2 separate regions of the Bos taurus genome follow, and region 2 is linked to region 1. The links are chromatin contacts, called in public Hi-C maps. All regions are on one chromosome and are shown on one strand. Each heading gives the region's core, a stretch centred on a gene start, on an enhancer-like site or on the middle of the called end of the contact. The rest is flanking DNA. Distances are from core to core; before and after follow the strand shown. Region 1 overlaps PHLPP1 (PH domain and leucine rich repeat protein phosphatase 1). Region 2 overlaps PHLPP1 (PH domain and leucine rich repeat protein phosphatase 1).

The links. Hi-C and Micro-C count contacts between places; a contact is called where the count stands out from the background.
Region 2: a Hi-C map of liver shows a contact between it and region 1, with 2.0 times the contacts expected there. The contact joins two enhancer-like sites. A contact is called at or near these places in 2 of 11 Hi-C or Micro-C datasets (liver and skeletal muscle).

The regions. Positions count from the first base shown.
Region 1 is chr24:61,086,593-61,093,954 of ARS-UCD2.0, reverse strand. All of the region lies in intron 1 of PHLPP1 (PH domain and leucine rich repeat protein phosphatase 1), which reads right to left. Among named protein-coding and RNA genes, the nearest start is that of PHLPP1, 35 kb to the right of the region's middle. Within about 2 kb of position 3,119, at least 70 of the 102 cell types and tissues checked have an H3K27ac peak or open chromatin away from gene starts, as enhancers often do. A contact at or near this core is called in liver, where this site is marked.
Region 2 is chr24:61,150,716-61,158,077 of ARS-UCD2.0, reverse strand. All of the region lies in intron 1 of PHLPP1 (PH domain and leucine rich repeat protein phosphatase 1), which reads right to left. Among named protein-coding and RNA genes, the nearest start is that of PHLPP1, 99 kb to the right of the region's middle. Within about 2 kb of position 3,102, at least 1 of the 102 cell types and tissues checked has an H3K27ac peak or open chromatin away from gene starts, as enhancers often do. A contact at or near this core is called in liver, where this site is marked.

The DNA.
Region 1 (7,362 bases), core at 1,870-4,369:
CGAGCACAGCACATCGCCAGTCAGCCTGCGCAGAGAGGTAGGGAGGAGACAGAACACATCTTTTTCTAAATCTCAGAGAAGTATCAAGCCTTATTTGAAACACAGCAGGAAAAGTCACTACAACATTATTGATAATATCTCTACAGAGAGCAAGAAATGAATAAAAACTAAAGTCACACTGGAGTTTTATCCCATCCAAGTGAAAATTAAACTTGCAGTGATACTAGAAGCAGTGGCCCATTTCTGGTTTGTTTAGTGTAAGCAGCTAATCGGGCAGCAGATCTGTAAACGGAGGATGCCGCTAAGGCCTTTTCTCCTCTGTAACACATTACCCGCCGCTGAGGCCTTTCCTCTCCTGTAACGCATTACCCGGCCCCTACTGCGGCGCTTTGCACGTAATGCTGACTTCTGTGAAAACAGTCCTGTATCTGCTCAACTATTTGAAAAAGAGGTTTAAAGGTTACCTCTTGGCCACACAAATCTCCATTCTATGTACCATTTTACACTCATCAAGAAATGACTATGTCTAGATAGATAACTCAATCCCTAGACAGATTACCTAGATGCATGACGATCACCTCTAGAGATGAAAGCCTCATGCACAAGCATCCCGGCTGCAGAGGACGTGGCCTACGTTGCTGGCAGCTCGTTCCACAGCACCCTTGACCAGACCCTCTTTCTGTTAAGTGCCCACCTCTCCTACCCACAGTCACGTGCTTCAGGGAAAGTCCCCTCTAGTTTTAGCTCCAACAAGTAGATCGTCATTTCTAAACTCACCATGGTAACTGCTTTAGAATGCACATGTGAAACATGAGATATCTAACTGGGGGCTTCTGGGAAAGATCTCCTAGGAAGAATGCTGTTCTTCTGTGTCTTCTTCTGAGACTTTAACATTACTGGAAGTGCCACCTGGAACTGCTGAAGCAGCTTCTGACCTAGAGGGACGCCAACCTGGTAGAGCTGAGAGACAGAAAGGACTCCAGTCCTTGAAGATGTCACTGAGCTGCTAAGCATACGCCCTGCTGTCTGGACCCCATAGGCTTCCAGCTTCTCAGAGTGTGACATCCTACATTCCCTCATGATTTAAGCTTGCTTGATTCAGGCTGTCCATCATGTGCAGCCAGAGGCATCCTAATGACCCAGCTGCGGGGTGGGCCTCCCTCCCGGGCACTGGGAGGGCTGCTCTTCCTGGCTCCTTGTGGTTGTGTGGGGTCGGGTCACGTAAGCCGTGTGAGATGACGCTCTCTGGAACTCCTTCCCCTCTATCAGGCAACTCGCAACGTTCTGGAGAGCATCTGCTCCATCAGCCTGGATTCCTGAGTGCAGGCCCCCTCTCACCCCCACCCACTGGCAATGCACAGTCAATAACACAAACAGGAATGAAACCTTTGCTATTTTAAGCCACTAAAATCATTTGGGAATTTTTAGTGTAACATAAGCTAGTCTAACCCCCTGATGGCTCAGTGGTAAAGAATCCGCCTGCAGTGCAGGAGACCCGGGTTCGATCCCTGGGTTGGGAAGATCCCCTGGAGAAGGGAATGGCAACCCACTCATGTTTTTGTCTGGAGAATCCCATGGACAGAGGAGCCTGGTGGGCTACAATCCATGGGGTTGCAAAGAGTCAGACATGACTGAGTGACTAAGCACAAACATACAAACTAGGCTAAAACATTTTAAAATAAAAAGAAAAACAAATGAAAGAAACATTAACCTGGGTTCCCAGTTAGCACACATAAAAAGGGAAAAATAAAACTGTCTCACAAATCATGTTTCTGTTTACCCAGATGTGAAGAAATGGCAAGAAGGGCTGGCTAAGGGAAAGTAAGCAAGAACCGTTACCTGAAGGGAGAGCAGCACCTTCTAAGAAACCCCTGACAGTGAATGCCCAGCTCAACAGAACCAAAGCAGCTACAAATGACCTTACCAGTACAATACTAAAGCAGCTTCCTATCTAAACTTTTCCCTCTTTACTCCAGGGAAAGGAGTAACTTATGGAGAAGACCAGTCTGGGTAAGAACCTGAAAAGAAAAGAAAGGGCCAGGGGGCTCACAGAGAAGGATGGGATCAGATTCTGGACGAGCCAGCCAGTCACAAACGCAAAGGGCCTTTCAACTTTTCCTCATCTGCATGGAGTGAACGGATTATAACGATCGTCTGTCCAAAGGACAGCAAAGACAGGAATACAATGTCTAAACCTTTACAGCCTACAAAACATAGTTATTAGCTCATTTGACTCCTCAGTTATTCCAAAGCGCTACCTGGCTATCTCAAGAACAAGAACCTGCGAGCTGTTAATTTCAAGAAGCCTGTTTTAGTCCTAGAGATACATTAGGGATCCCGAGGACAGCAATCTGAGGCTTTCTATCACACAACACAGAAACGCCCACCTCTACTCAGCTGCTCCTCTCTTAACTTACATGCGGAATTTGGTACATGGAGTGTGTCATCAAATTCCTCTTCCAGCAAATACAGAGGAGAAAGGACAAGGCAATTACCCTCTGACACAAAAGCTGCGCAGCCCAGCCTGCTGGCGTTTCTGTCAGAAGGGCCCCACTGCCGATCCAGTCAGCCCAGGCGACTAAGTTTCTAAAACGCCTTTTAGTCTCTTCCACCACAAGCCCCCAAACCCTCTCCCCTCTCTGAGCAAAACTGTTCACCAGAAGGCTTTCTGTGAAAGCAAACACATTTCATAATAGATTCCGGGCGGGAAAAGCGCTTCACAAAGTGTGGTGGCCACAGCCTCCACAGGTCCAGGAGCGGCCAAACTCACAGAGCGGAGCCTGCGTGCACTGCTGTGTGCACACACACACCCTGCCTTCCCCCACCCCCACCTTTACGCACGCGTGCACGCGCGCGGCCTGGCCCCAGGCACAGTGGGCCAGAGTGACAGGACAGGTGATGGGCGTGCCTGTCCCACAGGATGGAAGGAGCCCCAGAGCGGAGCGGACAGCTGAGCAGGGCCTCTCCGTGGGCCGCAGAGCGGGCACCCCGCCCGCCTGGGGAGGAGAGACAGAGCGCCGGCTGGGGAACAGCTGCGGGCAGGCCGGAGGGGCGGGGCCGGGCAGGCCGGAGGGGCGGGGCCGGGCAGGCCGCAGGGGCGGGGCCGGGAGGAGGGGCGGGGCCAGCAGGCTGCAGGGCTGGGACGAGCTGCCGGCACTCAGCCCTCGTCAGGACCCAGCAAGCAGGACCTGCTCAAGGAAATAAACTCAACTCCAAGAGGCAACTTCGACGAAAAGCAAGAGCCTCAATCCCAGAGCATCCAAAAAATCTCTGTGGAATCTTTTTCTTTGGCCCATGATAAGAAACTATAAAACAGACCGTTTCTCTAAGGAGAGTCACAGAGGAAAAAAAAGCCAAACTTTTACTAAAGTCCTTATCTTGAGGAAACTACCCTTCTTCATCTAATTGCTTGGAAGGTACATAAACAAGTCATGCCAGGCATGTCATATCCTGAATAAGGTGAAGTTCATCCAGAGTGTCAGGAACACGGGTATGGCGTGTCCTGCTTCAATATTTATGCTGCAACCAGTAACTAATAAACTTCAAAAGTCCCACTACTTGGCAGGACTGTTCAGATGCACCTGAATGCATGTGCACACATTTCCTGACATAACAGTGATCAGATTCTTAGAGGCAGTGAATAGAGGACTCAGACCTGTCAGGGAACCAAATCAGATGCCAGCAATACTCACACATTGTCTGTACCGCCTACGGAGCACTGTGGAGGCTCAATATACAACAGTTATCATACTAATTATTATTAAAATAAGTCCTGAGTTATTTTCCTCTAATCAAATTCACCATATATCTCATAAGTCTTTGTATATGACTTATATAGACCCAGTTGATTATCAAAAAAGAGCCATTTTTTGGTTTGAAATGAAAACATTTAGAATAATGTGAACATAAATACCTTCAACAACTATATTTTAACATAAAACAAATGTGTATTCATTTATCAATCTTTTGATGCAGAGCCAAGTACAAACTCATAATGCATTATCTAAAACACCGTTCCTCTTTCTTTAAAGTGGGAGCCATTCATTTGTTCAACAAGTGTTGAGTGCCCAACGCAGGCCAAGCACTGTTCCAGGAACTGGTAAGGACTTTGCCCTTTACTCTGAGACAGAAACCATTAGTTCTGAGAGCAGTGTCATGATCTGACTTTAATGAACCTGGTTCATTTGGCTGGGAAGCAGGGAGATAGGACATTAAGAGGCTTGTGTAATAAATCCAGGGGAGACGACAGGACTTGAACTGAGGAGGGAGCAGAGGAGACAAGACAAATCCTGGATATATTCTGAAGAAGTAGCCAATAGAGTATTCGACTCAGCCAGCAGGGGAGGACCATGGAAGCGCACAGAGAGCAGCCTCCCAGCCTCGCGGAGATGACCTTGCAGGGGAAGCTGCTGCGTGGAACAGGCCTTGCCTCATCTGAGAACAGCTCCGCTCCACGGTCCTCTCTGCATGGAACAGACCTTGCCTCATCTGAGAACAGCTCCACTCCACGGTCCTCTCTGCATGGAACAGGCCTTGCCTCATCTGAGAACAGCTCCGCTCCACGGTCCTCTCTACTCCTCCACCACCACCATCTGAACCAGGCAGAACAGTAAGACACGTAGTCCTGTCGGTGTAGTTTAGTCGCTCAGTCGTGTCCGACTCTTTGCGATGCCATAGATGGGAGCCCGCCAGGCTCCTCTGTCCATGGGATTCTCCAAGCAAGAATCCTGGAGTGGGGTGCCATCTCCTCCTTCAGGGATCTTCCAACCCAGGGATGGAGCCTGAGCCTCCTGCAGTGGCAGGTGGATTCCTTATCACTGAGGTCCCGGGAAGCCCAAAATACATAGTCCAGTCCCTGACAATGCACTTGCCCCTCTTCAGTAAAGATGGGCTCCAAACACACTATTACAGTGAACAAAAGCTTGAAAGAATGGACTTCCTAACATCTCAGGTTCTCCAAAATAACTATATTCACCTAAACATGTTATTACAGGGATTAAACACAAGTGCATTTCATTGAAACCTTACTGAAAGAACCCCTGCCTCCTCTGTTTCCAGCGCAAGGAGGGGGCTCTGGGGAGCACCCCAACCCCGGGGTTTATACCCTGGTCTACATCAGCAGCACCCCAGGACTCACGCAGAGCAGAGCTCACAAACCCACAGCAACGCACTCTAGGCAGAGAGCAGAGTGGCATTCCCACCCTGGCACAAGCCTACCCGTAGGACCCTACAGAAGATCCCCAGCCTTCTGGGGCCTCAGCACTCAGCAGCGCCTGAAAACGGAGGACCTAACACCAGGCCCCCCTCGCGCCTCCTCAGACCTGTGTGGTTTACTTCTTCATGTCCCTTGAAGCTAGAATCCATCCCTCATTTCCACTGCAGCTACAACCCAGTCTCATTTTTTTTTACCTTACGTCCTCATCCTGTCTTCACCAAACCTACAGGCTCTTCTTCAAACCATCTCCGAAGCTGCTCTCCTTTACCCCCGTTTCCACTCTCATTGCCTTGTTCTCTGTCAAATTAACTTCTAACTGGTCTCCTTGTTTCTGTCCCTCTTATTCTGACCTAAAGCAACCTTTTGAAACGAATAATCAGCTTTCCCCATGCCTACAAACTGACGTCCACGCTCAGCACGAGCCGGCAGGCAGGCGGCTGACACGGGGCTACTCCAGGCAGGGCGCGGTCATCCCCCGCCACCCCTCCAGCGCAGCCTTCATTGCAGCCACACAAACTGAGCCCCTTTCCCCAAACCCGCACTCTCTCAGGGTCTCAGGCCGCCGTTCAGGTTTCCTGCCTCCACCCACAATGAGGCTGGTACCCCAACTTTCTTCACCTGGCAAAACGCTTCATCTCCTAGACATCTTCAACGAGCTTCATCTCACACTTTTCACTTGTTTAATTTCACGGTTTCCGTGGAGACGGCGGCCCTGGGTCCCCAGGCTGAGGGACCCCTCCCTTCGCTGGGCCCCCAGCACAGCTCCCGGTGCCCACGCCGACCAGAGCGCCGTCTGAGGGGCTGCAGGGGCTCTGTGCAGCCGGGCCCAGCCCCGCCAAGCCCGCGTGCCCTCCCCAGGGCCTCACGATGCCCGGACCCAGCAGAAGGCGCACAGGCGCAGGAGGAACACAGCAGGCTCCAACTCGGCGGCTGCTTCAGGCTAAGTAAACGCCTCGCACGGCATTATTTTTCCAATTATGGTCTATTTGTTTCTCAGTCTTGGGAACCACAGTGTTCTTCCCATAAAAGCCTGCCTCTTCCTTTAAAGTTCTTGGTGGGCAGGTATATTCTGTGGGATTAAATCAAAGACCTCCATTTTTGCTCCTTAGGCTATGTTTTCTAGATCAAGGCTTTTAAACTCCAGCATCATTAACAGAGCCAGATAAGTCTTTGTTGTGGGGGGCTGTCCTGTATTTTGTAGGGTGTTTAACCACACCCCTGGCCTCGATTCAGCTAAAACTTAAAGCAGTCATTTATACAAGCACATATCCTAAAAGATAAATATCACATCATGAATAACAATTGACATAAAGCTGAGAACTAGTTTCTCAAAAATAATAACGTTCGTTAGCAAATACGACAAATGATACAGAAAGGGAATGCAAAAAAGGGAAGAAACTAATTTAAATATCATGGTTTTATCTGAGAAATCACTTTCCTGAGGCATGGAAACAAAAAAGCTTGAGAATACTGTAGGAAAATATGACCTGTTTCTCTTTTGTAAATTATTTTAATATCTAGTCATCAGTACACAAGACAACCTCTAGTGCAAGATTTACTACAAATTCAACTAGAAATATTTTTATCCGCTTTCCATAGAAAAGACAATGTAATCTAACTATATACTTAAACATATTGCAACACATTAGCGTTCTCACCTCACTGAAAAATGAAAACAAAAATTCTGCAGTATTTCTCTCAATGAAAACTGCTGAATATTCAAAATTCTTTGTCTTGCCTCTAATACCTGGTTTCCTATGCATCCAGTCAAGGCCTCCATGTGTCAGAAATTCTTCTTAACAAATCCCTTAAGTAACTATTTTTTGTGTGTTTATATTTTAAAAATGTGTAACACAGTACAAGGCACAGCACAACACACAACTACACACTCCCCTTTCCTTTAGCTCTCATCCAACTGTTCACCCCTCGCTCTCCACTGAAGGTTTTACAGAGATGAGGGTTGGTTTGATTTTGGTTTAATTGCATGGTCAGCTACAATAAGGATCCACTCAGAAACTAGAAATAATACCACATACCTAAAAGTCCTGAAAAAGACACTAAGTATATAACAGGAAGAGACTAACACGGATCCAATTCATTTATCAAGATTTCTAGGCCACCCCCCACCCCCCACAAAAAAAATCATT
Region 2 (7,362 bases), core at 1,853-4,352, 64 kb before region 1:
CTCTCTGATCACTTGGCACATGGCAATTTGATAAGATGTGACATATACACACCTATAAATGAGCTAAAAACTAAGTGCACTGATCACCACGATAGTGACTGAATTTCTCAGTGCAGACTTCTGGATCTGGGGTCTTATTTTTTCTGGTCTTTGTTTTTTGCTTTTTTTTGCAGGGAGCGGGTATTTAACTTCAATTTCAACTTTATACTAGAGTTTGGACTATGTTATTCCATTATCTAGTTATTCTTAAGTTAACTTTGGAGTCTGACCTTTTAAAGGCTTGCTCATTTCATTTTTCATATAGTTGACATAAAGTTGTCCACAATAGTTCCTTATTATACTTTTAATATTAATAAAAATTTGTAATTATCACCTCTCTCATTTCTGATATTGGTAACATGACTTTTTTTTCCTCTTCTGTAAATAAGTTCATTTGTATTTAAGATATCACATATAAGCATTATCCTATGATACTGTCCTTCTCTGCCTGGCTTACTTCTCTTAGTCTGATAATCTTTAGGTCCATCCAGATGACTGCAAATGGCATTATCTCATTCTCTTTATGGCTGAGTAATGTTCCATTGGTATATGTACATATACACACCACATCCTCTTTATTCATCTGTTGATGGACACTTGGGCTGCTTACATGTCTTGGTTATTGTAAACAGTTCTGCAATTAACACTGGGGTGCATGTATCTTTTCAAATTAGGGTTTTCTCTGGATATATGCCCAAGAGTGGGATTGCAGGATTCTATGGTAATGCTATTTTTAGTTTTTTAAAGAACTGCCATACTATTCTCCTTAGTGGTTCCACCAATTTACATTCCCATCAACAGTGCAGGAGCGTTCCTTTTTTCCCACAACCTTTCAGCATTTACTACTTGTGGAATTTCCTATGATGGCCATTCTGACCCTCCGGTCACCGGTGCAGTGAGGTGATACTTCACTGCAGTTTTGATTTGCACTTTTCTAACAACTATTGATGCTCGGCATTCTCTCATGTACCTGTTGGCCATCTGTATGTCTTCTTTGGAGAAATGTCTCTTTAGGTCTTCTGCCCATACTGAGTTGTATAAGCTGTGTGTAAATTTTGGAAATTAATCCCTTTCAGCCCACATTGTTTGCAAATATTTTCTCCCATTCTGCAGGGTGCCATTTTGCTTTGTTTCTGGTTTCCTTCACTGTGCAAAAGCTTTTGTGATTAATTAGGCCCCATTTGTTTATTTTTGTTTTTACTTCATTAGTTTAGGAGACATATACTTGTATCAGTCTAATTACATTACCAATTTTATCAAACATCACAAAAAAACCGGTTTGGGTTTCATTCTCTATTGTTTTTCTGTTGACGGTTTCATTTATTTCTGTTCTTATGATTCTTATTTCTCTTACTAATTTTAGGATTAATTTTTACTTATTTTCTATTTTCTTAACATGAAAGCTGAGGTCACTTTTCCTTTTCTTAACATACACATTTAAATGCTATAAACTTCCGTCTAAGTACTGCTTTAACGGCGTTCCACAAATTCCGGCAAGCTGTGGTTCAGGCTCACTAACCTTTTCTTTTGCAGTGTTTAATTCCTGTTAATTCTATCCAGTGTACTTTTCACCTCTAAGTTAGATCTGGGTGTATGTGGGTACACATCCTTATATACACATACGAACACACAAAAGATATGTATACAAACATACAAAAGATATGTATGTATCTTCGATGTCACTCCTAATTCTGCTTTATCTTCATAAATATATGAAATGTAATTAGAATGGCTACTTAAATGTACCTGTCAACTAATTCTATCATCTGTATCGTTTGTGTCAGCTTTACGGTTTTCTCTTATGGGTCATATTTTCCTGCTTCTTTGCACACCTTGTCACTTGTTTGTAAGCTAGTCATTATGAATTTTATCTCGTTGAAAACTGGATATTCTTGTATCTTTATGAATATGATGGAGTTTTGTTCTGGGACACAATTAAGTTAGCTGAAAACACTTTGGTTCTTACAAGGCTTGTTTTCTGGGATTTGTCATATTAGACCTGAGCCGCCTTAAGTCTAGATTTATAATGACAGTATTAGTAAGCAGTACTGTTAACGGATGCCTTCTGACTTGTGAGGCTCTCTCTGGGCCTGGCCCTGGGCAAGCGTCCGGGTTTAGTCCCCCTGCTCTTCCTCAGTGGTTTTTAGCCCCAGCCTCACGGTATCTTCCTCACACACGACGGGTCAGCACGAAGCTGAAGGCTCAGTGACGACTCCCCGCACGTCTCCAGGACTCTGAGTGGCTCTCTTCCCTCCAGCACCTTACTCTTTATACTCAAACTATGTAGCCTCAGTGGACTCCCAGCTGTCTCCTGAATGCAGGGTCAGTACCAGGTTCTGCCTGGGTTCCTCCTCCTTGCAACTGAAGCCTGAACGCTCTCCCACCATCAGTGAGAGGGCACCTTTGTAGGCCTGTTTCCACCTGTTTTGCTTCTCTCAACGTGCGTGTGATGTGTTTTGTGTCCTGTGCTGCCTGATGCTCAGTGTCTGACAGCTGATTCATGTATTTCACCTGGTTTTTACTTGTTTATTTCTTTTAGGTTAAAGAGTAAATGCAGTCTGTCACTCCATGTTGGCTGGAACGAAGTGCCACAGAGTTAAATTTAACTCTCTCAAACACCTACCATTCACTTTCATAGATTATACAAGTATGTTTAACATATTTTCTTTAAAGTGTGGATTCTCACTATATTACTACATTCAGAAATTCAGTGAATCCAATGGACTAGAAGAGCTATCTGCTCTTGTCTAAAAACACCTCCAAGCTTCAGCATTACCATAGTTCTTTGGCTCTTCTTTTCCAACGACTGACAGTAATGAGTATATAAAGAATTTCTAATGTATTACCTTACTTTACAATCGATCCTAAAACAAAAGGCTAAAAGCTAGCTTTCTACCCTTCTTCCAAGTAAAGGACTAAACTTTGTGGTAAGTCTTTTCCTCCACTCAGAGGTCTGTCCTGCTTGACTTCTGTATTTAAAAGTATTAATCTAAGTAGTGCGGGCTTCCAAACGGGTCACTTCTGGGTAGGCGGGGTGTCGTCATACTACCTTTGAAAACAAATGTAAACAGAACAATCTCTGCACTGCCACAAACGTGGGGACTCGCTGCTGTGCAGGGGCTGCTCTGCGGCTGCAGCGTGGGGGCTCCTCGTGCCGCAGAGCGTGGGCCCAGGAGCTCTGGCTCGGGGCACAGCCGCTGCCCAGCATGTGGGATCCCCCCAGACCAGGGCTCCAACTCGTGTCCCCTGCATTAGCAAACAGATTCCCAACCTCTGGACCGCCAGGTGAGTCCAGTAGGGAATTCTGTTAAATAAATAAACAAACATGATTAGAAGACAAGTACTTAAAGAAAACGGACCACAGTCTAGCTAGCGCAACACTGCTTTCAGTCGTGTCTGACTCTTTGCTACCTCATGGACTGTAGCCCAGCAGGCTCCTCTGCCCGTGGGATTCTCCAGGCAAGAACACTGGAGTGGGTTGCCATCTCCTCCTCCAGGGGATCTTCCTGACCCAGGGATCGAACCCACGTCTCTTATGTCTCCTGCATTGGCAGGCGGGCTCTTTACTACTAGTGCCAGCTAGGAAGCCCAACAGTCTGTTCCGCCACGATATGTTTCATTAATACTAATTAACTCATATATGGGCTTCCTAGGAGACACTATGGTGAAAAATCCACCTGCCCATGCAGGAGACACTAGAGATGTGGGTTCGATCCCTGGGTCGGGAAGATCCCCTGGCAACCCACTCCGGTATTCTTGCCTGGAAATCCCATGGACAGAGAAGCTTGGACTGGCAGGCTACAGTCCATGGGGTCACAATCAATGAGACATGACTTAGAAACTAAACAACAGCTCACACAGAGGGGAATGAAGTCAGCATGGTATGTATAGCATTCGTCCACAAGGATTTATTGTACGCAAGGGGAGCCAGAATACTGGGAGTGGAATTATAACTTTCAAAAACAGAGGGAAAAGCCCATAGCAAACTCAGTCTCAATGCCCACAAGCCAACATTTCTACTCTTACATTACTGTGCATTTTTAATATTCCCTAAGGTAACTCAACTCCCACAGTAAGAGACCAGGCTACACTGTCCAGTTATCTCCTGAGGTATCCATTACTATTTCTGTTAGTGTTTTGGTTATAAAGATGCTTGGACTTAAAGTCCTACCTCTCTCGAGTTCTATTTTCCCATAAACCCATTTAATCTTCAACTCTGGAAAATATGAGAAGCTTCAGGAACAGATATAGCAGTGGAAACACCTGCTTTAACTAGGAGACCGCTGAACACCATAGAAATTACTGCAAATTTGGCTGTTACCAATTACATGTCTTTGCCAAATATTAATATATTCCAATGCCTATCATTGTGGTAGTTTAAAAATATGTCCACCAATTTTTAAAAATTCTCCCCCCCCCCACCTTCAAAGGTGGAGCCCAACCCCATTCCCTCTGCTGTGGGCCGTACTCAGTGACTCGCTTCTAACAAACAGAATGTAGCCAACTCAGTGGCTGCTGCAACTTCTGAAAAGTGAAAAAGTCAAAGTCTTAGTTGCTCAGTCATGCCCAGCTCTTTTGCAACCCTATGGACTGTAGTCCATGGAATTTTCCAGGCAAGAATACTGGAGTGGGTTGCCATTTTCTCCTCCAGGGCATCTTCCCGACCCAGGGATTGGACCTGAGTCTCCTGAATTGCAGGCAGATTCTTTGTCGTCTGAGCCACTGGTGATTTCTGAAACCAGGTCATAAAAAGCACAGCTTCCACCCTACCTCTGCTAGCATTACTCTCTCTGGAGAAGCCAGCTGCCATGTCATGAGGACACACAAGGAACCTCATGAAAAAGCCAACCAGGTGAGGAACTAAACCCTCCTGCCAACAGCCAATACGGAGCTGAGGCCTCCTCTGCAGCCACGTGAGCAAGCCACACGGGAAAGACCCTCCAGTCCTGGTCAAGCCAGAGAACTCTGCCCCCAGGACACCTTGGCTGCAGTCTTCACAATAATGTGGCCAGAGTGAGACAGCTCAGCCACTCCAGAATTCCTGACTCGGAAATTGCGAGACCATAAATGTGTGCAGTTTTAAGCCACTGAGTTCTGAGGCAATAACTAAGACAACCTTACTGTGCTGGCTTCACTTAGTTCTGTTTACCTGAACATAGCGAAGCATTAATAGCCTCCATTTCCCTAAAATAATCTACAAAAATATTTACAGAATGTTGTGGAACTTAGTGGAGCTTCCCCAGTGGCTCAGCGGTAAAGAACCTGCCTGCTAACATAGGAGCTGCAAGTTCGGTCCCAGCATTGGGAAGATTCCCTGGAGAAAGAAATAGCAACCCACTCCAGTATTTCTGCCTGGAAAATCCCATGAGCAGAGGAGCCTGGTAGGCTATAGTTCACAGGGTCGCAAAGATCGGACATGACTTAGCAACTGAGCTCATATGAGCACATATAACTTAAGAGGGTCTAGTGTAACTGAAACAGTCAAAAAAAAAAATAAGAACAGCACTGAAGCAATCACAATTTCTAAAACTTTGGAGATAGAAAGTATTCACGATAATGTTGTTGTTCAGTCACTCAGTCATGTTTGACTCTTTGCAACCCCCCAGACTATAGCCCTCCAGGCTCCTCTGTCCATGGGATTTCCTAAGCAAGAACACTGGAGAGGGTTGCCATTTCCTTCTCCAGGAGATCTTCCTGATCCAGGAATAGAACCCAGGTCTCCTGCATTGGCATGATAACACAGCACCAAAAAGTAAGGGTTGGTGGAAGAATTTACCATGTCCCTAGAGCTGAAAATGGTCAGGAATGACTCAGAGCATTCAACTCTCACCTCATCTTCTCTACCTTCAGAGCTAAGACTGACAAAACTCTAAAGAGTGTTTCTTATTGCATATAAATCCTTAAATCCTTCTTGACCACCTGCAGTGTCAGAAAGACTGAATTAAATTACCTGCCCAGGATCATTTCAAGAGTGGGCAGAAGGATTTAGATGACCTTATAATAAGGTCCAGAGACCTCTCTCTGAACTGGCAGCTGGGAATTTTTGAGCTGAAAATCTAAGCAAGCTCAGCAAGGCATGCTAGCAGCAGCTCTGAAGCAGAACCAAGACTCGTTGCTTTCAGCTAATGGAGATGACAGCCAGCTGCTAAATGAATTCAAGGAGCATTCATTTATGCATCCGATCAAAATATACAAAGTCAACTGCCCAGTAAATCTTGCTTCTTACTGACAGCTACTCAATCTGATTAGGCTTATTTATCCCAAATTAGGGTAGACCCTTTTTGTCGAGAAATGCCATGCCATGAACCTTTCTCTAATCTCTAAGTTCTTGACTACCACTAGAGTTTATATAATTTCCCCTATAATAGTCATGAAAACAGTGCCTGGAAGACGTGTGCTAGCCCTTCACATTCTTACAGATTATGTAAACACAGGCCCAAAGTAATTGAGGGGGAAAAAAAAACCCATCAAAGCAAATTCTAATATAAACTATAAAATTAGCTAGTAAAAGTAGCCATGAATGTTTAAAATTTGAAAAATCAATGTAACAAACTATAAAAACAAAGGAATGAACTATGACTATACATTCTGTGTAATGTACGTTGTTGTTCAGTCGCTAAGTGATGCCTGACTCTTTGCATCCCTGGTAGCACACCAGGATCCTTTGTCCTCCACTATCTCCAAGAGTTTGCTCAATTTCATGTCCATAGAGTCAGGTGAGCCTGCTGCTAAGCTGCAGCTAAGTCGCTGCTAAGTCACTTCAGTCGTGTCCGACTCTGTGCGACCTCATGGACTGCAGCCCACCAGGCTCCCCCGTCCCTGGGATTCTCCAGGCAAGAACACTGGAGTGGGTTGCCATTTCCTTCTCCAGTGCATGAAAGCAAAAAGTCAAAGTGAAGTAGCTCAGTCGTGTCCGACTCTTAGCGACCTCATGGACTGCAGCCCACCAGGCTCCTCTGTCCACGGGATTTTCCAGGCAAGAGTACTGGAGTGGGGTGCCATTGCCTTCTCTGCAGATGAGTCTAGTATATACCAAATGACATTAATAAAATGCTAAAGCAACTGCTGCACGAAGACAACCTACAGCAGAGGGCCTCAGCCTTCAGCGCACACCAAACCACCAGGATGATCACTGGATCATCGAAGAAGAGAGTCCCAGAAAAACATCTACTTCTGCTTTATTGACTATGCCAAAGTCTTTGACTGTCTGGATCACAACAAACTGTGGAAAATTCTAAAAGAGATGGGAATACCAGACCACCTGACCTGTCTCCTGAGAAATCTGTATGCAGGTCAGCAAGCAACAGTTACAACTGGACATGG